Regions from separate parts of the Mus musculus genome. Here region 1 is linked to region 2. A link is a contact called in public HiChIP or PLAC-seq data. All regions are on one chromosome and are shown on one strand. Each heading gives the region's core, a stretch centred on a gene start, on an enhancer-like site or on the middle of the called end of the contact. The rest is flanking DNA. Distances are from core to core; before and after follow the strand shown.

Region 1 (6,428 bases), core at 3,015-5,514, 220 kb after region 2:
TTATGTAAAGTCTGTAATCTGCCTGAGATATAAATCTAGCATGGCATTGCCTTAAGGGGTCTTGTCCAGGCAATCCAGAACAATTTATTAAATGTCTAAAAACAGTCTTCTTAAAAGAACAGCATTTTTTCTTATGAGTTGTACATGCATAAGCAATTGCAAATTTGAGAATTTATAGGGATGAACAATTTTAAGCAATTGTAAGCTCTGAGATATATATTGACTATTAATATACAAATTAAAGTTTGATTATTCAACATTTTAAAACACCATCTACAGCACACAGTTTAATTATCTTTGCTGAAGCAGGAGGAAACTCAAAAGAATAAGCGTGTGATCCAATTCACATATACTTTTCTCCCATAGAAGGGCTGTTTTTAAACACAGTAAATGGGATACATCGATGAATGAATTTATAGAAGGTACAAAAGCATGATTAAAAACAATTTTCACCTTATCTTTAGGATAGTAATTATCAACTTTATTTAAAATGATAGTATGCAATAGGCCAAATAACAATATTCTATAATAACCAAATTAATTGCTGTTTGGAACAAGGAACACTTTGTCAGGTTTATAAGACACAATTTTTGTTATAGGTTTTCTAAAATAAACAAATTTAGTTACAATTCTTTATTAGCACCACAGCAGTCTTAATAGGATATTAAAGCTTTGCTTTGAGGTCAATGCCACCTTGGCCTCGCCTATCTCTGGATTGCCCCTGAGTTCATGACAAAGGTGCCTACTTTCTGGCAGCCTCCCAAGCCACAGGGCCCCGCCCCGCAGCAGCCAGCAGCTGGCCAGCTCCCCTTAGGCCAATGGTCAGCCAGAAGGAGAAGAAAGACGACTTTACAATAATGTTTTCTCTTGCCAAAGAATTGCTGTGGGCACATTTAATAACCATAACTAAAATAAGCAGCTAATATTTAATTACCATTGATCATAACAATTATAAAATCTTTCTTTATTTTTGCAAAGCCTTTTGTTCTTTTATTAGATATTTTCTTTATTTACATTTCAAATGTTATCTTCTTTCCTATTTTCCCCTCCAAAAATCCCCTATCCCCTCCCCACTCTCCCTGCTCCCCAACCACCCACTCCCATCCTAGTCACAGCATTCCCGTATACTGGAGCATAGAGCTTTCACAGGACCTAGGGCTTCTCCTGCCATTGATGACTGACTAGGCCATCCTCTGCTACCTATGCAGCTAAAGCCATAAGTCCCACCATGTGTTTTCTTTGATTGGTGCTTTAGTCCCAGGGAGCTCTGGGGTTACTGGTTAGCTCATAGTGTTGTTCCTCCTATGGGGCTGCCAACCCCTTCAGCTTGCAGATCACTTCTATGTGCAGTGGCAGTTGCTATTATTTGGGAAATGTTGGAAATCAATTGCACCAAATTTTTGCCCATTCATCTGTACTGAGGCTAAGATGTTGTAATAAAACCTGATGCCATGGAGGTAGAGAGAATTGTAAAACCAAATTCTTGTAAACGGAATTTCTATAGCTATGCAATATCACTCTCCAGCTCTGTTGTGACTCTTCAGAGCAGACCAGCCTTGTTGGTAATCCTAGAATCACCCACATTCTACTCTATGTGTGAGAGACAAGGAAACTCACAATGTACAGGCAAGGAAGAACAAAGAGAGACAGCAGGTAGCAGAAAAAAAGTATTGCTCAAAATAAAACCTAACCCAGAAAAGGGTTCAGATCAGGGATGGGTACCTCCACCTCATAGAGTACCAAGTCTCAGGGAAGCACTGGGGCCAACTGAGAGGGATCACTCACCTTGTGCTGGTGATGGATGGAGGGCCAGAAGGTGGATGAGTCTGCTGTGGGTGGACAGGAGATAAGGTATAAAGTCCCTGAATAGCTTTGGTCCTCCAAGGGGTGCACAGGCTTTTGGACAGCCTATCAAACCATGGTGCCAATGTTAGGTTTTGGGATCTTTGTGGCATTCAGAGAGCCAAGGAATGCCTCAAAGATCACACCCCCAACACAGCTCAGGAGTGAGATTTACTGTATATGGAGGGTCCTATAAAAAGGCTGCTTCTGAGCAAGAATGGAAGAGAAAGTGGGTGCAGGCAACAGTGGTAATGTATCCCTTTTGTGGCTGGTGAAGCTGTTGGTGCTGAGTGTCTGAGGGCAGGCTGGGAGTCCTCTGGTTCTGGAATGTGGGTGGTTCTAGGTTTACCAAAGGGCTGGTCTGCTCTGAGGTGTCAGAGCTGAGCTGGAGAGTGACATTGTAGGACCCCAAGAAGGAGCCCCCCACTCAAATCTCAGGACACAGGGTTACCCAAAGAAACACGAGAGACTTCCTTGATGCAAGAGCATGAGGTAGCTTTAATGGTGGAGCTCCGGGTCGATACGTATCTCAAGCAGGAGACAGAGGAATCGACCCCGAGACTCAAAAACTCCGGGTTTTTATAGGGTAGGGTTTAGGGGCTAGGAAGAATTGGCGCGGTTACACATGATTGGCCCATTCAAATATCAGCAACATGATTATGAGTCAGCAGCGTAGTACATGCAGGTCGGGGCGTACACAAATTCTAAAGCAGGGGGCTTCTCTGAGTCAACAATGCATCTGGTTAATGTTTCAGCTTTCAACTATGCTCTCTATGGAAAGTGGGGTGAGCAGGAGGCACCAGGCTGCTGGATCTTCAATGAGTCAGGCAAGATAGTCAGAACCAGTTCCTGCATTCCTTCCCTTATCTTTACAACCGGGGGACCTAGCTTCAGGATGCTCTTGAGCGTGCCCGGGCTTGTTTTTTTGTTTGTTTGTTTGTTTGTTTGTTTGTTTGTTTGTTTTTTCAGTCTCAGCCCCAGGCTTTAAAGCTCACAAACAACTCTTTGGGCTATTTGACATAAATTACATGAATCACAGGCCTCAATTTTTATTTCCTTTCATTATCAGCAGAGGGACGGGAATGGTGCCTTGGGTCTGGTCTTAATGAGCATTAGGGTTCATCTTGCTTCTAGGTGATGTGACTGATGGATGGATGGGGACATAGATGACAGAGACTAGGAAATGATAGGATGAGTCTTAGACACTGTTCTATTACTATGCAGAGCCACTACAACCAAGGCAGTTCTGAAATAGAAAGCCTTTAATCGGGGCTTGCTTACAATGTCAGTGGCTTAGTCCTTTCTCATCATGGTGGGGAGCAGGGCAGCAAGCAGGCAGGCAGAAATGGGGCTGGAGCAGTAGCTGGGAGCTCATCCTGATCTATGGGCATCAGACAGACCAAGACTGGGCTGGCATGGGATTTTGAAATGTCAAATACTTTTCCCTGTGAAACACTTCCTGTATCAAGCCAAACCCCCAATTCTAATCCTTTCAAAGTGCCTCACTGCCTGGTGACTATCTTGAAATATATGAGTCTACAGGGGCCATTCTTAATCAAAGATCTCAGAATGTTCGGACTCCCCATCATATGGTACACAGAAGGAAGTGCTCTTCTTGCTCATTGACTTCAGATCATCCTGGGAATGCAGTGATGGCAGCTGGTGTCTGGATTCCCTGACAAAGCCTGAGCCATTTTCCAGCCTTCTCTATGGAAGGAGCGGACACAGGGTGCCCTGGAAGCAGAATATGAAACCCTAAGTTATCTTGATCCCTGGATGCATGGGTCCCTGTTGGAGCAGGCAAACATTTATCCATAAGATCTTTGTCCTGTAGCCTTGTGTATTTGCACAGCTCCTGTGGAATGTGCTGGGTAAGCTGTGAGTGTGAGCTCAGGTGCCAGTCCTCTTCTTCCCAACCCTTCTCACATGGTGGTCCTCTGTGCCTGCTTTTCCCCAGGCAGGGCCAGAGGTGTCACAGGAGTGTGGGGATGCAGCCTCTCCTGAAGGAGTGCTCACTAGCTCCTCTGTCTAACAGCAGAGGGACTGTGCAGCAAACAAGCTTAGTGTCCTGCTGTGGGCTGTCCTGGTGCTGTTTGTATTCTGATGTTAATTCTGCTTCCTCAAGTGGGTTTGCAGCCTGTGAGCAGTCCCTCAAGTACTCAGTTGATGTCATGTGATCCTGCTCCCCATTTTAACTGGTCAGTACCCTTGGAGGAGGCTCCCCTCAGACTCCATGTCACAGCTATACATCCACTGGAACAAGTGAGAGCCTGTGGGTCCTCAAGGTCAGCCAAGCCCTCCCTTCCTTCCTAGAAATCCCCTAAACTAAAAGTGAAAGTAGGTCCCAGGTCTTGGGTCCCAGGGGGTCCGGCAAGCTCTGGGAGTTCCTTGGACTGATCCATCCCCAAGGAATGGAGGAATGCACTCTGCAGCTCCTGGAGCAGCTCCAGGTGGGGCTAGGCGGGACAGACTTGCCAGCAGGGGGAGGGGACCTGTGTCCTAGCTTTTTAACCTGCTGCTTTCATTTGGCTTGTGCAGGTGGAGGTGCAGAATTTTGTCCTCTGAGTGGCTGCAGAGTTCTCCTCCAGGAAGGAGAAGCTTGGGTTTCTGGTCAACAACTATGACATGATGCTCGGGGTGCTGATGGTAAAGCTGCTCCTCCCACGGGGTCCCTACAGCTTGTGAGCTCTGCCTGAGCTCAGTGCTTTACCCCTGGATCCTGGCAGTGTCCTCATCATGGAATGAAGGGGAAGTGCTGGCAACAGTGAAGGTTCCCAAGCTCCTGACTGCTCTTGTCTTCCTTAGGAGCGGGCTGCTGATGACAGCAAAGGGGAGGAGAGTTTCCAGCAGCTGCTCAATGCTTGGACACAGGTAGGGCCTGGGTATGGAAGGAAGACCATAACGCTGTTGGACTGACCTCCGTGTACAGTCATGATTACAACCCACTGCCTTGTTGCTAGTCTGTTTCATTTAACTTTTTCATGGTACTAATAGCTTAGAAGCAAAATAAAACTATAGTTATTTATGTATACATGTGTGTGTACTATAGCTATGTGTATATGTGTGTATATGCACTTTAACTACATGTGTATGTGTGTTCATGGACTATAGCTTTGTGTGTATGTGTATACATGCATGATAGCCCTCTGTGTATGTGCATTCTTGTTTGCAGGGAACTGTTTGTGTGTGTGCTCATGTAAGCTCTCACAGGCACATCTGAAGCTCATGGAGGCCAGAGGTCACAACTTGTAAGAGTGGGCTCTTTTCTTCTTTCTTCCACCTTGAGTTCTGGGGACCAGTGGCAAGCACTGTTCCCTGATTGGCCAGCTTATTGGTTCTTGGTTCTAGAGGAAATCCTTGGGGACATCTCCTGCACCTTGTGACATCACCACCTAAGGTAGAAGGCTCACAGAGGCTACTGCCTGGCAGATCATTAGACATCACTGCCCAAAATGATGGTCCTTTGCTCCCAGGAGTCTGACCCTGTGTGGCTTGCACTTCTCTCTAGGAGTTCATTGAGGAGTTGCTGTCTCCCCACTTTGGGGGTCTGGTGGCATCTGTGAAGGAGGCCGAAGCTTGATTGAGCATGGGCAGGATGAGCAGCTCTGAGGGGAGGAAGGTATTTCATGTTGTCATGGTGAGGTGGGCAGTGGAAGTTAGGGACAGCAGCGGTGTGTGGATAACAGGGGAGGCAATGCAGCAGGGAAGACTTGGCTGGAAGAATACCAGGAAAGTCAGGCTTGATGTTGAGCACAGCTGTGCCCTGGGCAGGCTTTGCTGGGTCACCAGCCCTGGTTGCTCTGTGCTGGGTGGACGGTCACCAGGCCTGGTTGCTCCCTGACACATCTTTTCCAGCCCCAAGGACAGCACCAACAATGGTTCTAATGAGGATGATGGACTGAGGAGGTTCTGGGAAGGAAAGGGCAAGGAAGGGAAAGAGAGGGTCATGTCTCCTGCCATCAACCCTGACCTTATCCAGGGTTTATAGAAGGTTCCAGCTTTCCCTGACCCCAGCTCTGCACCCACACCCTCCTTACCCAATCTCAGGGTGGGGGTCTCAGGCAGCCTCACATGGTCCACATGGCATGTGTATCTCTGCTCCTCTCCAGGAGGCACCACCAGAGCTGCCCACTTCTGGAAGTTTCCATCCCCTGCAGTCCTGGTCTCTACAAGCTCCGTGTCCTGGGTCAGCTCCTCCCCATTCAACTGCCAGGTCAGGGTGATGTCAGCAGGGTAGAAGCCCAGGGCCCAGCACCTCAGGATGACATCACCTTCAGGTCTGGGATGATGCTCACTTTTGTCTTTGGGGGTCTGGAGACAAAAGTTAGAAATGTCAGGCATTTTTCTTTCTTCTAGTGCCTCTATCAGTGTCCATAAAACTGTCCTGAGAATGGACTTAATCAGGTGGTAGAGGTGAAAGTCCTCGGTAGCTTAGACTGTCCTGAGAATGGACTTAATCAGGTGTGGTAGAGGTGAAAGTTCTCGGTAGCTTAGACACAGTGTTGTGGATAATGTTATGTTTGCAGAATTCTAGATCTGGGCTAACCAGCCCATGGTCAGAGACTCTTAAGTGTGCAGTAGAAAAA
Region 2 (7,040 bases), core at 2,570-5,069:
AAAGGAACGAAAAAGGACCATGGTTCTATCTAATGTATAATTAACAGGAAGTCACTAGACGAGTAACAGATGGGTACGCCTTGCAGGAGAGTCTTTCCTAATGCCCATACTTCTGGAACTCCCACTCTCTGTTGTCCAACGGACACACCTGCCTCTTTTTGAGCCATCGAGAGATGCAGTGGAAATGAAAAGCATGGTTGCAGACTCCCCATGCAACCGTACACTCTTCGGAAGTAGCTGACGCCTGGTTGGCCTGACATTCGATACAAAGATCCATAATGTGGTTCCTGCAGATGGCACAGTTATCAACCACAATGTTCCAGGCCCAGAGGGCCACAGCATTCCACTTTTTAACTTCAAAGCGCTTCTTGCCCGCGCCGCTGTTGGTGCCGCTGGGGGTATCCACATCCATCGCCGCCGCCATTTTGGAAACACACAGTCTGTCGTGTGACCACTGCGCCTGCGCACCAGCTCACTTTGTTACAAATTTCTAATCATACTCAATAACTTATAAGCCAATAATCTATAATCAAGACATGTAGAACATATTTATATTTTAAAACCGGTCAGAAACAAAAATGAAATGGCTACATACATTTACTTATTTAAACCAGATAAAATCCTTAATTTTTCTAGCTGTAATTTCAGGAGAGGAGCACCTTGACACCTGTTGAAACCAATAATTAGTCACAATAATAGCCACAGATTATTCCAGTTTCCTTACCATAGAACCTGAGAGGCTGCTGGCCCCTTTAAGACCAGCTTTTCAGAGAAGCCCCTGGCAGGGCTTCTCCAGCTGTGCAAGACTCCTAACTACAGGTGCAGGGCTCCAAAAGGCAACTGAGACTGTTTTGGTTTTTTGTTTTTTGTTTTTTTGTTTTTTTCTCTTTCTTTTTGAAGTGAATTAAAACTAACTCAAGGGCTGAATAGACAGCAGATAAAGTTTTAACCATTTTTTCTTTTGAACATGAAACACGGAACAACAAACAATCAAGCCATAAAAGGAAAACAGATTTAACATAAAACAGTCAGTTTGGATGGACTGGCACGCCAAGGACAGACAATAGACAGAGAGGGAAGAGAATTAGATGTCCTAAATGGACCCAGATGTCCTACCTAAGAGACCCAGAACCAAGCATTCCTCCGGTAGGAGCCAGAGAGGGGGCAGGAGGTCTCCCGACCTCCTCTTGTCCCTCGAAGAGTTCTGAAACAGCTTACGTTCATTTTCCTTCTCTTTTGCCAAATCGTCCCCAGATAGTCGGAGAGGACTGCTTTTCTCAAACCCGGTCTCAGGGGGCAGGAGGTCTCCCGACCTCCTCTTGTCCCTCGAAGAGTTCTGAAACAGCTTACGTTCATTTTCCTTCTCTTTTGCCAAATCGTCCCCAGATAGTCGGAGAGGACTGCTTTTCTCAAACCCGGTCTCTCGTGTCTCAGGTGTAAACTAGCTCTAGTCAGGGTCCAAAGGCTGAAAGCACCTATAAGAATTACCTTCTCTTCTCTAGATTTTAGCATAGCTCTAAACACATACACAAATCACATTTTTAAAATTAATTTATTTAATATATGTAAGTACACTGTAGCTGTCTTCAGACAGCCCCAGAAGAGGGCGTCTGATTTAATTACAGATGGTTGTGAGCCACCATGTGGTTGCTGGGTTTGAACTCAGGACCTCTGGAAGAGCAGTCGGAGCTCTTAACCACTGAGCCATCTCTCCAGTCCCACAAAACATATTTTACCTTTACTCTGGCCTTCTACAAGGTTTATTCACCGCTGGCCCAAATCCTCTTTACTTTCTTTGGCACGTGCTTCCAGTTTCTGCGATGTCCATCACTGTATCCCGCTTACTGGAGCTCCAACGTTGGGGAGCCACCTGACCAAGCTCGCTCAGTCAGTCAACAGGTTCTCTACTGCAGGAGTGAGGATTAAAAAGAAAAAAGACAGACAACATTGTCGCATGACCTCAGTCCATTCTGAGACTGAAGGCAAATTTAATTTTCCCAATCTGCTTTTTATGCCATTTTAATTACATGCAAGTATTAAAGGCGAGCAGTACAAAAGGAACTAACAACAACAATAGTCAAGGAACAAGCAAGACAATAAGCACAAAGCCCCATGATCACTCCGGTGATGCTGTTTCTAAGGATGATCAAGATATCTGAGCCTACTTCTTTGTTCTACCCTAAAAACAGATTCTTACTTCCTTGTCCTTGGCCAATGTCATACTCCTGCCAAGCGGCACCCCAAAAGGTTTTCCACAAACTAAGATGGAAGCAGCTAGGGGATGATGGCCCTGACTGGGTGAAGTTCACCAGAACCATCTAAGGGGTTTGCAGGTATCTTGACATTGTTATTCCTAATAGTGACCACATGGGGGCAGCAACCATCCAGCCCTCACAAACACACAGGCCCACCTTGTGGGAGACCAAACTGCCTGTGGTCACAGCTTTCCTTAACTTCTTCAAGACTCCCATCACTTCAACTTTTTTCTTGTCTCCAACAAGCAGAAGACCCTTTACAGAGAGCTCAATGTTTTCCCTATGTTTTAACTTTTGAGGAAGCTCAGAGTTGAGTGCCTGCTTCTCTTTCACAGGACTAGATCAGTTCTCAGCACCCATATTAGATGGCTCACAGCTATAGAGAATCTGAAGCCCTCTTTGGCCTTTGCACCTTCCCCCCGTGTGCATACATACAGATACATAAACAAAAATGGGAATTAAAAAAATATATATTTTATTTATTTATTTATTTATTTAGGTTTTTTGAGACAGGGTTTCTCTGTATAGCCCTGGCTGTCCTGGAACTCACTTTGTAGACCAGGCTGGCCTCAAACTCAGAAATCCTCCTGCCTCTGCCTCCCAAGTGCTGGGACTAAAGGTAAAGATTTATTTATCATTATTTTACATTAAGTGCACTGTAGCTGTCTTCAGACACCACAGAAAAGGGCATTAGATCTCACTAAGGGTGGTTGTGAGCCATCATGTGGTTGATGGGATTTGAACTCAGGACCTTCAGAAGAGCAGTCAGTGCTCTTACCCTCTGAGCCATCTTGCCAGCACCCAAAATGAGAAATTTTTAAATTAAAAAAAGCTGGGTAGTTGGGCAGTGGTGGCACATGTCCTGGAACCAGCACCATCTCTGGTTCCAGGGATTCCACCTTCTTCTGGTCTCACTGGGCACCCAACTGGTGCAGAACTATGTATGTAGGTAAAATACCCATATAGAAAATAAAATGGAGCCGGTCAGTGGTGGTGCATGCCTTTAATCCCAGCACTTGGGAGGCAGAGGCAGGCAGATTTCTGAGTTGGAGGCCAGCCAGGGCTACACAGAGAAACCCTGTCTCAAAAAACCAAAAATAAATAAATAAAATGAAAAAAATTTGGTGGATTTTGTTATCTATTTGTTTATTAAGATCTCTCTATGTGACCCTGAATGTTCTGGAGCTCACTATACAGACCAGACTGGCCTCAAGCCTACAGAGATCCTATCTCTGTCCCCTCCCCAGTGCTGGATTAAAGGTGTTGTCAATCATACTCAGACTAAATTGAAATTAAAAAAAAAAAAAAAGAGTTATTACCAAGTCCTGCTGTCTCTGCTCAGGACAGCTAGCCATTGGCCTGATGCTGCAGCTTGACAAACTTCAAGGCCAGACTGGTCTACAGAATGAGTTCCAGGGCACCCAAGGCTACACACACACACACACACACACACACACACACACACACACTCTCCAAATAAATATTTTCAGGTCTCAGGGTTCTGAGGAGCTCCCACCCACTGTGAGTGCCTTTCACTTGCAAATGTGTGAAACCTCTCCTCCCTTACAGAAGAGCTTCCTGGCATCTGTCTCAGCTCTACCCCTCTCCCCTTTACCCAGTACCTAGCACAAAGATGAAGCCAGGGTCAGTGAGGTTGCTCGCTCAGTGAGTGAGGTGCCTGCTGCCAGACCTGGCGACCTGAGAGGTTGATCATGTGGTGGAAGGAGAGAGATGATTCCTGAAAGTTCTCTGACTTTCCTGGATACACACCATGATGTGCATTCCCCTCATCCAATAGATACATGTGGATGTACAGATGAAAACTAGATCAACCCAGGTTCTCCAACATTCTAGCATCCCATCTCAACCCCCAGGCAAGCACCCCATGAAGTCCTGTGGCTCTTGACTCTGCTCACTCCCCCCCCTCCCCCCCAGCCATACCTGGCTCCTTCCGTCTTCTAACCTGCCAGTTGGATAGCTGTTCTGCACCTACAAACCTACTTAGTGTCTTGAGATCCCTTCTTAGGGACTCCTTCCCATTCCTTCTTGCCTTCGATGCCTGTCTCCCCTTGTTTGTCAGAGACTAGGAGCAAACTCCTCTATTAGCACCAGCGAGTCTTGGCCCTTGTAACAAACCTTCCAGTGCTACTGAGCCGCTTAAACACTTTTGTTTGTAGGCCAAGTGGTGATGGCAGCAAATAAATACCTTTAAGGCCAGCAATCCCAGGCAGAGGGAGGCGAGAGGATCTCTGATCTGAGTTCAAGGCCAGTCTGCTTTACAGAGTGAGTTACAGGATAGTCAGGGCTACACAGAGAAACCAGGATTCAAAAAAAAAAAAGTTTCTAAAGATGTGGTTTGAATAAGAATGACCTCCATAGTCACCAGGGAGTAAAACTATTTAAAAGGTCTAAAGGATTAGGGGGTGTGGCCTTGTTGGAATAAGTATGTCACTGGGAGTGGACTTCAAGGTTTTAAAGGGCCCAGTACCTTTTTCTCTTTTCCTGTTGTCTGGACTAGGATGTAGTTTCTTCCTTTCTTCCTTCCTTTCTTCCTTTCTTCCTTTCTTCCTTTCTTCCTTTCTTCCTTCCTTCCTTTCTTTCTTTCTTTCTTTCTTTCTTTCTTTCTTTCTTTCTTTCTTTCTTCCTTCCTTCCTTCCTTCCTTCCTTTCTTTCTTTCTTTCTTTCTTTCTTTCTTTCTTCCTTTCTCTCTCTCTCTTTTTTGTTTTTGTTTTGTTTTGTTTTTTGAGACAGGGTTTCTCTGTATAGCCCTGGCTGTCCTGGAACTCACTTTGAAGACCAGGCTGGCCTCGAATCCAGAAATCCACTTGTCTCTGCCTCCCAAGTGCTGGGATTAAAGGCGTGCACCACCATGCCCGGCTTCTCTTTCTCTTTTCTCTCTCTCTTCCTTCTCTCTCTCTCTTTCTCTCTTTCTTTCTTTCTTTCTTTCTTTCTTTCTTTCTTTCTTTCTTTCTTGTCTGAGTTTCTCTGTGTAGCCCTGGCTGCTTTCCTTTCTTTTTTAAAATACATGTATTTATATGAGCACACTGTAGCTGTCTTCAGACACACCAGAAGAGGGCATCTGATCCCATTACAGATGGTTGTGAGCCACCATTGAACTCAGGACCTCTGGAAGAGCAGTCAGTGCTCTTAACCTCCGAGCCATCCTTCCAGCCCCTAGAATGTAGATTTCAAAGACTCCAGTATTGTACCTACCATGCCTGCTGCTGAAGATCCTGGCAGAATGTAAAAGGACACAGAAGCCCTGAAATTGGCAAGATAGACGTCAGTGTTAGCAGAACTAGCTTCACTGATTTAGAAAAATAGAGGTGCACAATGCTCTGGCCACTCCTCGAACCTGTGTGTCTGCCAATGTTCTGACCAGGTGTGTGCCCATTGCTGCACCTTCATTAGACTCTTTCCTTGTACCCCTCCCATACCCATTTCTTGAGAATAGACATTGTTTAGATCTGGAAATCCCCTAATCTCCCCCTTCTCCTTTCCCCCCTGAGTGCCTATAAAAACTGGGAACTCTTTCTCCTCGAGGACGACTCCTCTACCCCTGCGTGGGATATGAGTCGTCCCCAGAGCTCTGGCTTTCCCCGAATAAAGCCTCATGTGGTTTGCAACAAGCTCGGTCTGTCGTGAGTTCTTGGGTGTCCGCTATTGTCCTGAGGCCTGAGCGAGGGGCTCCTCTCGGAGTCTTTCATTTGGGGGCTCGTCCGGGATTAGCGTGACCACCCACGTCTCCGAAGACCCACTTGGAGGTGAAATTTTTTGTCCAAAAATATTTCTGTAAGCTGGCTAGGTTCTGTGCTGAAATTTGCAGCCGCGATGTTTCGTGAGAAACAGAGACCTTTGCCTCGGGATGAGGCACTGAGTGTGAACAGCAGACGTGCTGGAATCACCAGCTGCTGCTCGCTCTGGGGGACGCCCTGAGCGAGGGGAAGGACTCTAGGAGTCCATCTGAGGCGGGGAGTGTACTCCCTCGACCATCTGTATTTCTGAAGCCCTGAGCGAGGGGAAGGACTCTAGGAGTCCGTCTGAGGCGGGGAGTGTACTCCCTCGACCATCTGTATTTCTGAAGCCCTGAGCGAGGGGAAGGACTCTAGGAGTCCGTCTGAGGCGGGGAGTGTACTCCCTCGACCATCTGTATTTCTGAAGCCCTGAGCGAGGGGAAGGACTCTAGGAGTCCGTCTGAGGCGGGGAGTGTACTCCCTCGACCGTCTGCATTTCTGAGTTGGTTTTGTCTGTTTGATGGAAAACAGGCATCTGTCAGTGTGTGTTTGTTTTTTGTGTCTGTTTTCAGGCATTTGTCAGTGTGTATTTGTTTTTTGTGTCTGTTTTCAGGTATTTGTCAGTGTGTGTATGTGTGTTTTCTGTGTTTGTTTTGTGTTTTCCGTGGTACTGGACGGACTGTAACGACCCCCCTAAGTTTGACTTTAGACCACTGGACTGAAGTTAGATCAAGGGCCCATAATCTTTCAGTAGAAATTAAGAAGGGACCTTGGCAGACTTTCTGCGCCTCCGAGTGGCCGACTTTTAATGTAAAATGGTCACTGGAAGGGACTTTTGGTTTAATCTTATCTTTGAAGTTAAAGCCATTGTTTTTCAGAGTGGACCTGGGTCCCACCTGGATCAACAGCCTTACCTCATTCAGAATTCACTGCCATAAATCAAACCATGGGTTCCCCCACGCCTCTCAGAGCCCTCCCCCGGCTGCTCCCATGCACTCGAGTGGGTCAGCACAGTGCCCTCGCTTTCTGCCCTAAGAAGCAGTCCCTGCAC

The links. HiChIP or PLAC-seq counts read pairs in DNA pulled down with a chosen protein or histone mark.
Region 1: an H3K27ac HiChIP or PLAC-seq map of embryonic stem cells shows a contact between it and region 2, with 5 read pairs. The contact joins two enhancer-like sites. A contact is called at or near these places in 1 of 39 promoter capture datasets (embryonic stem cells), 3 of 115 datasets of contacts at active chromatin or transcription factors (all in embryonic stem cells) and 3 of 9 other capture datasets (adipose tissue, liver and pancreatic islet).

The regions. Positions count from the first base shown.
Region 1 is chr17:36,150,652-36,157,079 of GRCm38.p6, forward strand. 2410017I17Rik (RIKEN cDNA 2410017I17 gene) reads left to right here. Exons shown (of 4, transcript NR_033517.1): 2 at 4,648-4,713. It also overlaps a transcript of Gm8909 not described here. Among named protein-coding and RNA genes, the nearest start is that of Gm10499, 7.9 kb to the left of the region's middle. Within about 2 kb of position 4,265, at least 12 of the 459 cell types and tissues checked have an H3K27ac peak or open chromatin away from gene starts, as enhancers often do. A contact at or near this core is called in embryonic stem cells, where this site is marked.
Region 2 is chr17:35,935,527-35,942,566 of GRCm38.p6, forward strand. It overlaps the pseudogene Rbx1-ps. Among named protein-coding and RNA genes, the nearest start is that of Mir1894, 21 kb to the left of the region's middle. Within about 2 kb of position 3,820, at least 11 of the 459 cell types and tissues checked have an H3K27ac peak or open chromatin away from gene starts, as enhancers often do. A contact at or near this core is called in embryonic stem cells, where this site is marked.